3 separate regions of the Zea mays genome follow, and all the other regions are linked to region 3. The links are chromatin contacts, called in public Hi-C maps. All regions are on one chromosome and are shown on one strand. The core of a region is the stretch at or near the end of the contact, and the rest is flanking DNA. Distances in the headings are between cores, read along the strand shown. Region 1 overlaps LOC103651515 (zinc finger CCCH domain-containing protein 7). Region 2 holds the start of LOC100279537. Region 3 holds the start of LOC100382151.

Evidence for each region. A called contact is a pair of places that touch in the nucleus more often than the background predicts.
Region 1: a contact with region 3 is called in a Hi-C map of tassel, with 5 times the contacts expected there. The contact joins the enhancer-like site here to the promoter of LOC100382151 in region 3. A contact is called at or near these places in 10 of 25 Hi-C or Micro-C datasets (bundle sheath, ear, endosperm and 5 more).
Region 2: a contact with region 3 is called in a Hi-C map of leaf, with 5 times the contacts expected there. The contact joins the promoter of LOC100279537 here to the promoter of LOC100382151 in region 3. A contact is called at or near these places in 9 of 25 Hi-C or Micro-C datasets (bundle sheath, ear, endosperm and 4 more).

The regions. Positions count from the first base shown.
Region 1 is chr3:225,045,776-225,049,677 of Zm-B73-REFERENCE-NAM-5.0, reverse strand. It overlaps LOC103651515 (zinc finger CCCH domain-containing protein 7), which reads right to left. Exons shown (of 10, transcript XM_035966501.1): 8 at 3,692-3,902; 9 at 3,336-3,608; 10 at 2,590-3,221. Among protein-coding and RNA genes, the nearest start is that of LOC109945347, 6.8 kb to the left of the region's middle. Within about 2 kb of position 2,152, at least 17 of the 20 cell types and tissues checked have an H3K27ac peak or open chromatin away from gene starts, as enhancers often do. A contact at or near this core is called in bundle sheath, ear, endosperm and 4 more, where this site is marked.
Region 2 is chr3:225,395,901-225,400,111 of Zm-B73-REFERENCE-NAM-5.0, reverse strand. LOC100279537 reads right to left here and starts at 2,825. Exons shown (of 4, transcript NM_001152535.1): 1 at 2,659-2,825; 2 at 1,882-2,548. The coding sequence starts at 2,768.
Region 3 is chr3:225,245,149-225,249,128 of Zm-B73-REFERENCE-NAM-5.0, reverse strand. LOC100382151 reads right to left here and starts at 1,742. Exons shown (of 7, transcript NM_001174911.1): 1 at 1,547-1,742. The coding sequence starts at 1,573.

The DNA of each region.
Region 1 (3,902 bases), core at 903-3,402, 200 kb after region 3:
CTCCAACGATTCCCTGAATAGTTCACCTCCCATTCATTCACTCACTCACTCCCCCTCTTCTCAGTCTTGCAGAAAAAAACCCTAGACCTAGTTGAGGTACTCTAATATTAAGCTCAATCCGTATATATTGAAGTGGATTAGTGTGTAACTTAAACTAATTTAAATAATACATTTAAATTTTGTTATATAAAAATCAAAAAAATGTTGTATAAAAATTAAATAGTGCATTTAAAGTATAAAAGTAGAGCTGAATAGGAGAGAATACTTGCGAGCGAGGCAGGTATTTTTATATGAATAGAAAGTACGAACGTAGAGATTTGGTTGGGGGGAGCGTGCATGGAGAATCGGAGCCTAGCTAACTTGCTTGGTGCATCTAGCATGAGCGGCACACGGCCAATCAAGCACACCCCGACAAGCATATATAAACAATTACCGTGTGCCATGTCATCACGTACGTAGGGTGCATCTGCATCGACATCTGGGCAACGACAAGACATGACGGTAGTTTAGTCATGTCGTCGGGGGGGGGGGGGGGGGGGGGGGGGGAGGGGGGCTTTCGTTTAGCTAGTGACTTTCAAATTCTATTTATGTAATTATTTGGTGCCGCCGTCAGCACATATTTCCCTTTATATAGACACAGAGGGGAAAATCCAATCTTATGTCAGTTTTCCTCTAAAATTCATATGTCGAATCTCTTACGCTATTATATTGATCTGGCTTTATTTCTAGCTCTCATGCAGGTGCTTTGGCATCGATCCGGCCAGATGAAGATTAGATATATTATGATGATGATCGTCCCAGCCTCAGCCTTTTTCCCAACGCAGCAAGACGACTACCAAAAAGGAAGATCCACACGAACAACAATCATTAGGAGTAATTGCTTGGCGTTGTAGAAGACACGAGTACACGTCAGCAGTCATTGCACACAGACACAGTTCTGCACACGCTCCGAGAAGAGCTAGAGGCTAGCTCGTCGTAGTCGTAGTAAAATAAAATAAAGCATGTTGATGCTCAAATTCTAATCGCCTATGGTTTCTGTTTTTTTATAATAAAAAGGGCGGGTCATGGCGCGAATTATGAGCCCGGATATAGGCACGGTCCGTGTCACGAAAAGGACAGACGGGCCCCCCTTGTTGGCCGAATGCGTCTGCAGTTTTCTTTCTTTTTATTTAGAAAAAGAAAAATCTGGGAGAAGGAAGCTCAGGGAATTCAGGATTCATGGGGGCAGAACGTGAGGCGTGAAAGCTGGAATACAACTTCCTCCATGCATGGCTCCATGCACAGCGCTAGCATTGGCTCTCCTGTACCGTACCGGTGAATTGCTTTGCTCATCGTGTCGCCGTCATCGTCGGTACAAGAGAACAGAACCGCTGAAATACAAAAAAAAAAAAACGGTTGGCTGGTTGGTTAGCTATAGTAGTACGTATCTCGTACAAGATTGGACTTGGACACAGACGAACAGGTGTATTGTAGTTTCTATCTATATGTGAGAAGAGAACAATGAGGCAGCACAGTCGTTTCCGTAGGCCGAGAGACACGGAACAAAAAAAAACTGTATGCGACGAGCACGAGGCACGGTCCAAGGATCGTCGGCGTCGGCGTCGGCGTCGCGTTCTGGATGTTCGTTTGGACGCGACGGCAGGTACCTCGCTCGCCCTGCAGGCTGCAACTGCAACACAAGTCGAGTTTTGGGAGGACGGACGCGCCCTCATGACGATGTCTCTTCACCGAATGCAAGCCAAGAGACTAGAGGTCCATGATGATTAGAAAAGCTACTGGTTTGCTTGCTGCTCAGACACGCTCCGCCATCGTAACCTGAGGTCCACACACATGCCTGATCTGGTTTAAACATGCCGTTAAGTAGACGAAACAAAAAAATGAAGGGAAAAAAAAGAAACGGCCCATTATTTATTTATTATTAGTTGTGTATAAATAAACTGATACTACTTGTTACGGCTGCACTGCAGCGGTCTGATCTGACAAGTCGGTCATCAGCAAAGGCCGTTCCTGCACGACGGTCAAAGCGACGACGGTTACCATGCACACAATTAATACAGGAGCCATCCTAACTGTTAGGGATTCAGCAGGAGCAGCAGAGGCGTCCGTGGCCTTGGCTCAGTGAAAGAAATTCCATCCCGGCCTGTTAGCCCAGCCCAGGAGTTGTTTTTGTCAGCCGCAGTGTAGTGACTGTGCAGGAGGATTAGGGGACAGCAGAGCAGGTGCGGGGGGAGAAGACAAGGCACGAGACGCCGTCCCGACGTGCTCCTCAGATACAAGGAGGATGGAGCATGAACGGAATACAGAGTCAAAACACTGCTTGTCTTTTATATTAAGCATGCTTTTTCCTTTGAAAAAAAAAACATGCAGTCTGCTTGAGCTCATAACACGCCTAAACTCAACTACTCTATGGATCCACAAAATAATGTACTTCTAAAGCTTGACTACCTATAAATAAGAAAATTACCAAAATCTATAATATTAAGTAATTATCATCATTAGACATCACATATACTGCCACACTACAGTTATTTGTTGGTATAGAAACTAAATTTTTTACCTATGAATTTAGTTAAATTTTAGACAAGCGAATAACGACTGCACTTAAAACTGCATTTCTTTTTTGTGCAAACGGAGGGAGTAATTGCAATCGTAAGCGACAAATTAGCCACGACAAGATTCCCAGAGGAAGGATTTTCACCCGCAGATAGACACGTAAAATGAACCTATCCAGCAGTTCCCAAGACGTGAAGCACAGAGTACCTGTTGAGGCGCACAAGTCGCCCAGTCCATAATTTCGTCTCGCTTTCTTTCCTTTCGAGACTGACAGTGACAGTAATAGTAATACTTGGCGAATCAAGATAACCACCACACATACACACACACCTCGGCCGGGATTCTCGGTAAATCCGGGGGGGGGGGGGGGGGGGGTCATCTGAACCACCTCCTTCCACACGCAAATAAACAATAGAGCACGAACCGTGTATTTACTGCCGGGGCCCGGGAGAGGGGTAATTTGCTCCAAGGAATTGAACACCATCATATGATCGACAGAACAAACTTGACTGCTGTAGGGAGAAACAGGCGTCACGGTCGGTCACCTGGTCATGTGACGACGCCCAGGCGTAGAGGGGCACACAGCTCACATGCCTGCTTCCACGCCAAGCTGCACCGATGAATCGTCATGTGAACCCTCTTCAGTCAGATGACCATGTGACGTAATTCTGAAACGATGCAACGTCCGTCCGCAGAGGTTTCGACAGCAGACAAGTAGGCATGCATGGGGACATATAGCCGGGACTTGAGACGAGGCAACAGCCACACGCTCCAGCACATACCTGGGGCCTTCAGCATCTGCTGCGGCGGACCACAACCTTTTCAGCTATGCTTCATATGTAAATCTCAACCCAAGAGATAGGAACGGAGATCCCGGGGGCATTGCATGCATGCAAGCCCAGACCATGCACTGCACCAGGCTAATGTTGGTCGCCAGCAAAGGTAGATGTGTACTGAATCATGATGATGATTCAAGACTAAACCAGCCGGCCATTCTCATGTGGCAAACGGACGGACGTAAAGCTCTTGCATGGAGGAATAGGAATCTGAGTTCCCTGAAATGAAAAAAAGAAAGAAGTTGACAAGATCACTTTTGTTTCCTCAAACTCTTTCTAAAGGCGAGGCAAAAGCTTCATACCAAAGCGGCTGGACGAATCGGGCCACACACAGTACGTTTTCATGGGGAGGAATCTTTCAATGGACAGCCCAACAGAAAGAAATGTACGGAAACCCACCTGACAGGAGGTGCGCCTCACTAAACAGTCAGCTTGTTAGGAACCCAATAATGACACATCAAGTCCTGTTGTTCTACCTCGTGACTTGAGGTTCAACTTTTCCATGACATCTAA
Region 2 (4,211 bases), core at 1,576-4,075, 150 kb before region 3:
TATGCCATGTAATGTGTACCCCCTCCCACTAGTACAAAAAGGCTCAAAGCCTACGGGGACGATATATTTTTACAGGCGGTTTCGGTTATCCACCGACTGTGTTATTTCTAGTGGCGGTTCCTTAAGAAAACCGCCACTAGAAATCGTATTTCTACTGGCGGTTCCTTAAGAAAACCGCCAGTAGAAATCCATGATTTGTAGTGCCGGTTTTCTTAAGGAACCGCCACTAGAAATCATTTTTATCCTTAATTTTTCGAGTTTTTCAAACGGCCTCGTATGACAAAACCACCAAAATAAAAGTTGTAGATCTCTAAAAGTTATGAAACTTTGTAGTTGACAACTTTTTTGTTTGAACTCATTTCGGTTCTCAAAAATTGAATCTAAGTATGTCAAATTTAAAATTCAAATTTTGCAAACTACCTCGGATGAAAAAAGTGTCAAAATAAAAGTTGTAGAACTTCAAAAGTTATTTATCTTTGTAGTTGACAACTTTTTTATTTGAATTCGTTTAGGGTCTCAAATAAGCAATTTATACTCAAATGGTTGTAATATGTGGAGAAAACAACTACAAACTAGACACAAGACATGTCATAGACGGAGTGGTAGGGGAGGGTACGCGCGAGGGTGAGGTCGACGGTTCGAATACTAACAACCGCGTAGCGCGCGAAAAATGCCGCGACTTGCGACTTGGGCGGGTGGGGTGGGTGGGCCTAATAAAAATAATTTTTTTAACTATTTTTAAAATATATTTTATGTTTCCTGGAAACGATTTGCACTGGCGGTTTTATTACGCCGACCGCCAGTGAAAATCGATTTTCACTGGCGGTCCTCAGTTACCCGCCTGTAAAAATGATGATTTCTACTGGCCCCTAGCACTGGCGGTTACGAAAAACGCCACTATAAATAGGTTTACAACCGCCACTATAGAACTTCTCTGTACGTGTCCGCTCTAAATTGTAAGATATTTTTTTATTATAAAGTTTAATAAAACATCTTATAATCTAGAATAGAAGCAGTGTATTTATTTGTTCTAAGGTCAGACCATATCTATAATAGCTCAGGTCACAATGTTGCTATGGATCTGATCTATCCATGAAAAAAACAATAGATAAAATCAAATGCAGATCGATGAGTTCTCTCTTGAGTGCTAGCTGTGAGTAACAATGTCCCGAGAAATATAATTAGAGGGAAAAAGTTCAAGTCTCCTAGCTAGACATCCATGATCATAGGACAATTCTGTAGCAAGAGAACATACACATATATCTATACCACTAGCTAATCCACTAGTTTAAACTTTGAGAAATCCACCAACCAAATCACATCATAGTCATAATCTCCACTAAATCCATCAAATAAATTACAACCAGACTTAACGCACCATCAAAACCAACGATTCATATCGTTGAATAACTCATCTCCCTTAATCAATTTCAATGGACAATATTACTTGAATCATCCCTCGTCCCGCTCCCTCATCTACGACCCTACCGTCTTCAGTCTCCCTTCCCCCCTCTCCCTCACTTGTATTGCCCCCGCCGTCAACCTCTCCCTCATGTAGTCGCCACCGCCGTCGACCCCTCTCCTCTCCTCCGCGGGATTGTAATGTCAGCATAGGTGTTATATGCTAGTATTTTAATGGTGTGTATATATGGATCCTATTTTATATGTTACAAACATTGCAATTTTATCATGAAGTGGTGTGTATATATGGATCCTATTTTATATAGTACTTTTAAAATTCTTATAACCAAATCAACAAGTGAAAGGTGCAAACTTAACTTACGCCTTAGGCTTTAATCCCCTTCCTCAATTCATGCCTAACCAAACAAGCCCTTAATAATTTAAGAAAGTTAACTGCTAGGAGGTGTAGAGACTACGTACCTTGGAACAGGGTGGAAGGAGCGACCGGAGCGTGTGGAAGCTGTCATTGAGCTTCTCCCGCCTCTTCCTCTCGGAAATCATGTGGTACACCTGGCTGCTGTTGTTGCTCCCCGCCGCCATGCAGGCGTCGTCCTGCTGCCGTGCAGCGGCGCTGGTGGGCGCCACGGCGAGGCTGCTGGTCCTGACCGTCACGTGGCCGGCGCTGTCGTCCCCGCCGTGCAGGTGTACGCGCGGCTGCACGGCGCCGGCGCCGGCGGCTCGGTGCGGCGGCGACGAGGACTCGGAGGACGAAGGCGACGCGGAGGAGATGACGGCCATCATGGCCAGCATGATGGCCTCGTCGTCCCCGGCGAACGGGTCCTGCGGCTGCGGGGGCGCCGGCGAGAAGGCGGCAGCGGCGGCGCCGTCGAGCGGCGGGATGAGGGTGGAGGACGAGGAGCCCCCGCTGTCGATGGAGAGCGAGCGTTTGGAGGACAGCGAGGACGACGAGTGCACAGGCTGCTGCTGCTGCTGCTCGTCTCGGCGCTGGGTCAGGCCGTGGTGGTCGTTGTCGGCGAAGAAGCTGCTCGTGTCCATGCCGTCCGCCTTGGCGTGAACGACGTCGCCAGCGGAGGCCACCAGGCCGCCGGTGTCGTCGGCGTCGCTGGCGAGGAAGCTGGCAGCGCACCTGGGAGCGATCGCAACCACAGGAAGAGAAATATTAAGCCACTAGGCTCCGGTCATGGCCATGGAGGAAATGAATAATGGAGTAGCGCTAGCTAGTAGTATAGTACGTACTCTGCCAGAGCTGACCAGAAGGGGTCATGGTCATGGCCATGGAGGTCAGGGCCAGCGTGGATGCCGTCCGCCTGCAGCTGCAGGTCCAGGCCGCACCACACTTCATCCATGGACGCTAGCTGATGGATCGGATTTGGATATGTCTGGCAGCAAATAAGAGAGACGCGCGGTGGTGGCCGGAGCGGAGGGAGAGCGGGTGGCGGCCGGCAGTGAGATGGCGAGCCGCTTAGGCAGCTGCTTTGCCTTTATATATATGGAGGCGCAGGCGAGGCGGAGGGGAGTTGGTGTATATCTAGAATCTAGCTAGTTGCAACAAAATATTTCGTCATTTATGAAAGGGGAGGACAAGAGGTAGCGGATGCAACTATGCAATCAAACAAGTGGACGATTGGATATTTGGATGGACGTACTCGATTAGTTTGTTTTAGAGAGAGAGAGAGAGAGAGAGAGAGAGAGAGAGAGAGAGAGAGAGAGAGAGAGAGAGAGAGAGAGATGAATGCAACGCAAAGCGAAGCGAGAGTGGAATAGTAGTCGGTCAAAGTCCATGCGTGCGCGGGGGAAGCTGCAGCGAAGGCCGGTCAAATTCGGAGGCATATGCATACACGGATACACGGACCGGATCGATCGGTTCAGATCAACGTCGAGCCAGAGAACGCAGCCTGCAGACTGGTCGTCCGTTGTCAGTCCTGTGACGTACGTGCTCCTCGGCCTCGGCCTCATCGGTCGGCGGAGACCCAACGCCCAACGGTAGCTAGCTAGCCCTAGCCATCCATCATCATAAACAAGTGTGACCACCATATTGATATTTACTACATATGTAGCTAAATCCATAGTCACAAAGTTTCCGGATTAATAGGATCAAGAAAGAGAGTTGTCTAGTACCATAATTAGGGATACAGATCACAACCCTAACATGACTAAACACGCTTGAGTAAAAAGGAGTCATAAGCAAACACGCTCTCAACCTTACCAAAACACGTGGAACCTAAGTTACGACTCGTCCGAGGCCAATCTCGGGCGGGAAACACAGTCATGACTCGCGTGAGGCCAACCTTGAACAGGAAACGCAGTCACGGCATGCTCGAGGCCAACCTCGGGCGGGAAAACGCATTCCCGACTCGTCTGAGAGCGGCTCGAGCGACGCTCCGGAGCGTGCCCACCTCTACCAACCACTCCGATCCCAGGACATACATCCATACGACATCCTGCACCCGCTGAAGGTGCCAAAGTAACAAAGGACGACACGACCATGGTCTAATCTATTTTTACCACTCACGACGATGGTTAGGGCGCGAATACAAGGTACTAGCCCCCCCCCCCCCCCACTCCGACCACTATTTCAACTACCCAGAGCGTGAATACATGCAACGTCTAATCTTGGCCTCGGCCTCAGAAGAAATCTTCTCCTCGCCCGAGCTTGGTCTCGGCCAACTGCCCCATCAGGGGAGCACACGCATTAAATGGCCCCTGCTCTCCCGCGAACCTCGCTGAAGACCATGTCGAGCACTGCTTCAACCACTCTGACTCCCTGTACAGGCTAGGCTCGGACCCAT
Region 3 (3,980 bases), core at 493-2,992:
GTGCTATATGGCCATCCTCTACGTCACCTGGGACTTGAATTACAAGATGCTTGCAATGTTCCAGCTTTACAAGATTGGCTGTCTGAACGTAAGGTTATGCTGCAGCTAGTGAAACAACAACTTCAGAGAGCTCAGCACCGTCAGAAGAACCAGGCTGATAAGCATCACTCGGACAGAGTCTTCCAAGTTGGAGATTTGGTTTATTTGAAATTACAGCCATACATTCAATCGTCAGTGGTCAAGCGAGCAAATCACAAGTTAGCTTTCAAGTATTTTGGACCATACCCAGTGGTTGCCAGGATCGGTCAAGTGGCCTATCAACTGCAACTGCCTGCTTCTTCATCTATCCATCCTGTTTTTCACGTCTCTCTTCTGAAAAAAACTATTGGCCCAAATGCCCAGGTCAGTTCTAAGCTACTTGATTTGTCTCACTCTTTACAATGGCCTGAGCAGGTGCTGCAGAAACGCTGTGTACAACACCACAACAAGGAGATTCCTCAACTGTTGATTAAATGGTCTTCATGGCCGGTGGAACTCGCTACATGGGAGAATGAAGATTCAATCAAGCAACGTTTTCCAGGAGCTGAGGCTTGGGGACAAGCCTCTTCTCAAGGGGAGGAGAATGTCAGGAAGCGAGAAGAAGACATCACTCAAGTCAAAAGGCCGTCTCGTGCGCGGAGGCACAACCAACAGATTTATGGGCCGGATTGGACCCAGTAACCCTGTGTGAGAGCTGTGTGCTGTTTTAGGGCGTTGTCTGGAGGTGAGCAGGGCGTGGAGAAAGACTTGAGCAGTAAGTTGGCAGCCGACTGCGTCCAGTGTGAGTGTTCGTGAGAGACTCCCCAAAACTCTGTAATGTGATCCACTCGATAATGGCTTCGTGAGAGGCATTGCACCGGGAGCGGTGCTCGAATCCGAGCTGTCTCTACCGTCTACGGGTGATCGGTGCTGTTACACTGTACCATCCTAAGAATTAGCTTCACTAGACACAGAACGAGAAGTTGACAATATAACAGAGCTGATTAAGACTACGAGCAACAATTGTTACAGATCTCAATATTCATCATTCAAATGGACTTGCCATCAATATTTAGTTATTATTACTGTTCCGTCCTAAATTAGTATACCGGAACACAGAACAACACACTAGATGACATCTGGACTTAAATCTAGAGTTTCCTGTAAATTCTCATACAGATACAGGCTATCACAATAAGCTGACGACAGGCCGTATAATAGACCCTCCAGAGTTTAAACTAAAAGAAGGGATTGTTTCTATTACTAGCGGAAATTAATAACGGTGACAAAACGCAAACTGGATCATTGTTTGGCCAAAATCAGTAGCCGAGACATCCTCACAGGCAGCTCCCAAGATAGCCATGTGTACCGACAAGATATAAGCAGGCGTTGTTCGTATCCGCAGAGCCCAACAACGCAGCCCCCGATCCCGCCCAGACACCCCAAGATCGAAGATTTGAGGCCACCACCGTACCTCCATACAACAATAAAGCGCGGTAACGAAGAAAAGATCGGGCAGAACTCTCACCTGGGTGAGGACGCGCCGCCACGCCATGGGCCTGAATCCCTAGCCCTGGGCCGCTCGGTCCAGCGAGATCCCGAAGAAGAAGCGCCCACGCGGTCGGGGCAGACGAACGATCCCAAAGGAAACGAGCCTCGAAACCGCGCGAAGGGGAGGCAGGATTATACGTGGTCGGTGGCGGCGTGGTTGAGGCGGGCGCGGGGATGAGCGGATGTAGGCGGCGGCGGCTCAGGTCACGCGCAAGCAGTCGAGGGTGGACAGGAGAAGCGGCGGAGAGGAAGACGACACGAGGGAGAACTCCGATTTTTTCCTTTTCTTTTATTTCTGTCCCTCGGATTCGGAGGCAGCGGCGGATGCTCTAGTAGAATAAAAATATTCAAATACAAATAAAGTGTAAGTAGTATTTTGAATTTACTTGTGGAGTAGGGATGAAAACGGACGTAGAACCCCTCTTGTTTCCGTATCTATATTTTATCATCGAAAACAGGATCGGGTACGAAATAGTCGGGAATATAAATGAAAGCGGGGATAAACAGAATTATGAAAACGAAGAAACAGAAATACTAACAAAAACTCATAATTTAATACAAACAGAAATGGTATTGATGTTTGGCTAGTGATTGATTGGCAGGACAATCACATAAAACAAATAGATAAAAAGAGGTAATATTTTATTGTTGTTTGGTTGTTAATGGTGTACATTTAGCTACATCTGATTTTGTTTAAGACTTTAGACCACTTGTCGTTAAAAAGAACCGGTGGTTACAATGATCACTTATACTATAATTTGTCACCTAAAGACATGGGTCTTTAGTTTGTATACTAATGCATATTAGGCTCGTCCCGTATTTATAAAAATATAGAATAAATACGGGTTCAATCCAGATAAAAACAGGATCCAAAAAAACAGATGGAATAAACACTCTCCCGTTTCCATACCGTTTCCATATTTTTCCGTAAATACGAAAACAGTCGGATCAAATATAGAAAACGGTACGGGACGAGATTTTACCCGTCCGTTTTTAACCCTAAGGTGGAGGTGGAATAAAGACATGTTTGGAAGCACGAAGAAACTGATTTATGAAAAGTGAGATGGTTTCAAATATGCTAGTTTGTATCTTAGGTAATATGCTAGTTTGTATCTTAGGTCCTGTTGTTTCCTTCCAAAATCATATAATCCTGCTCATAGATTATATAAGCACATATTAACGTGCTTATGAATTATCATAATATATAGGTATCTAGATTACTTAATTAATCTCTACTATCTCTTAAGAATGCAGCGTAGGCGTCCACAGGGTGGACGTTCTGTCCCCCCGACATCCTCACCTTCGCTCCGCTCCCTGAAGCCGTGATCGAAGCCGCCATCAACGCCCTCCACCCCCTCCGCTCAGGTCCCCCTCCGCGGCAGCGGCAGCCGGCATTCCCAGCCCCCAAAATCCTATTTCCCTCTCCCACACCACGCGCCGCGCCCGTCTGATTCCGCCCGCCAGCCACGCCCGCAGATCTCGCTTCGGCGCCCTGATTCCGTCGTATGCAAGGTCGCAGCCCTGCCTTCCATCGTCGCCCCCATGCCACGCTCCCCTTCCATCCTCGCTCACTTCCAGCCGCCAACGGAGCCCCCCGCGTATGTCTGGCAGAAACTGTAGAGACCGTCGAAGACGGGGCAGTCCTCGCCGACGTTGAAGCGCTTGAGCGCGCGGATCTGGTCTTGCTGCGTTTCGGGGGTGACGGACCGGAGGAAGGAGACGTAATCGTCGGCGTGGAAGCGGCAGAGGTCGCGGTCGCGGGCAGGGTGAGGGCGGAACACTTGCATCTGGTCGAGGAGGCCATAGCGGCCGAGCAGCGCGTGGGTCATGCGGAGAGGTGCGGCTTCATCGGGTGGTCCTGCCCGTAGTAGTAGTTGCCCACCTTCGCGTCGTAGAAGTAGCAGACGCGGCGCTTCGACCCGTCCGCGCCAGTGGTCGGCAGGGAGTTGCCGCCGCCGCACAGCACGACAGAGGGTGTGTCAGTCAGGGCGCGAGCACCAACTTTGCATCCATTAACTGCTCTGCTCAGAGCATCAGGTGCGCTTCAGCGTCTAGCCATTTGGCGGCTTGGGCTTTCTGCGTGGGTGCCGCATCCTCTCCCACCTTTGCTTCCATTCCATCCCCACATCACCGCAGCCTTTTTTGCCTCGCATCATCGCCATGTTGCTTTAAAGTTCAAAACTTACGGGGTTGGTGTCGGTGTTTTGGGTCCGACCGCACACCCGGGGTTGCCCCTCAAGGTGTTTTTAGGAGTAGGACGGTGTCGCCGACTGTATCAAAATGGTTCGTGCCAGATGCACGAGGGACAATGGACAGTGTTTACAGGTTCGGGCCGCTTAGAGATGCGTAACACCCTACGTCCTGGTGAGTATGCTTTGTGTTCGAGGTTACAAGGTAGCTCTCTGAATGGA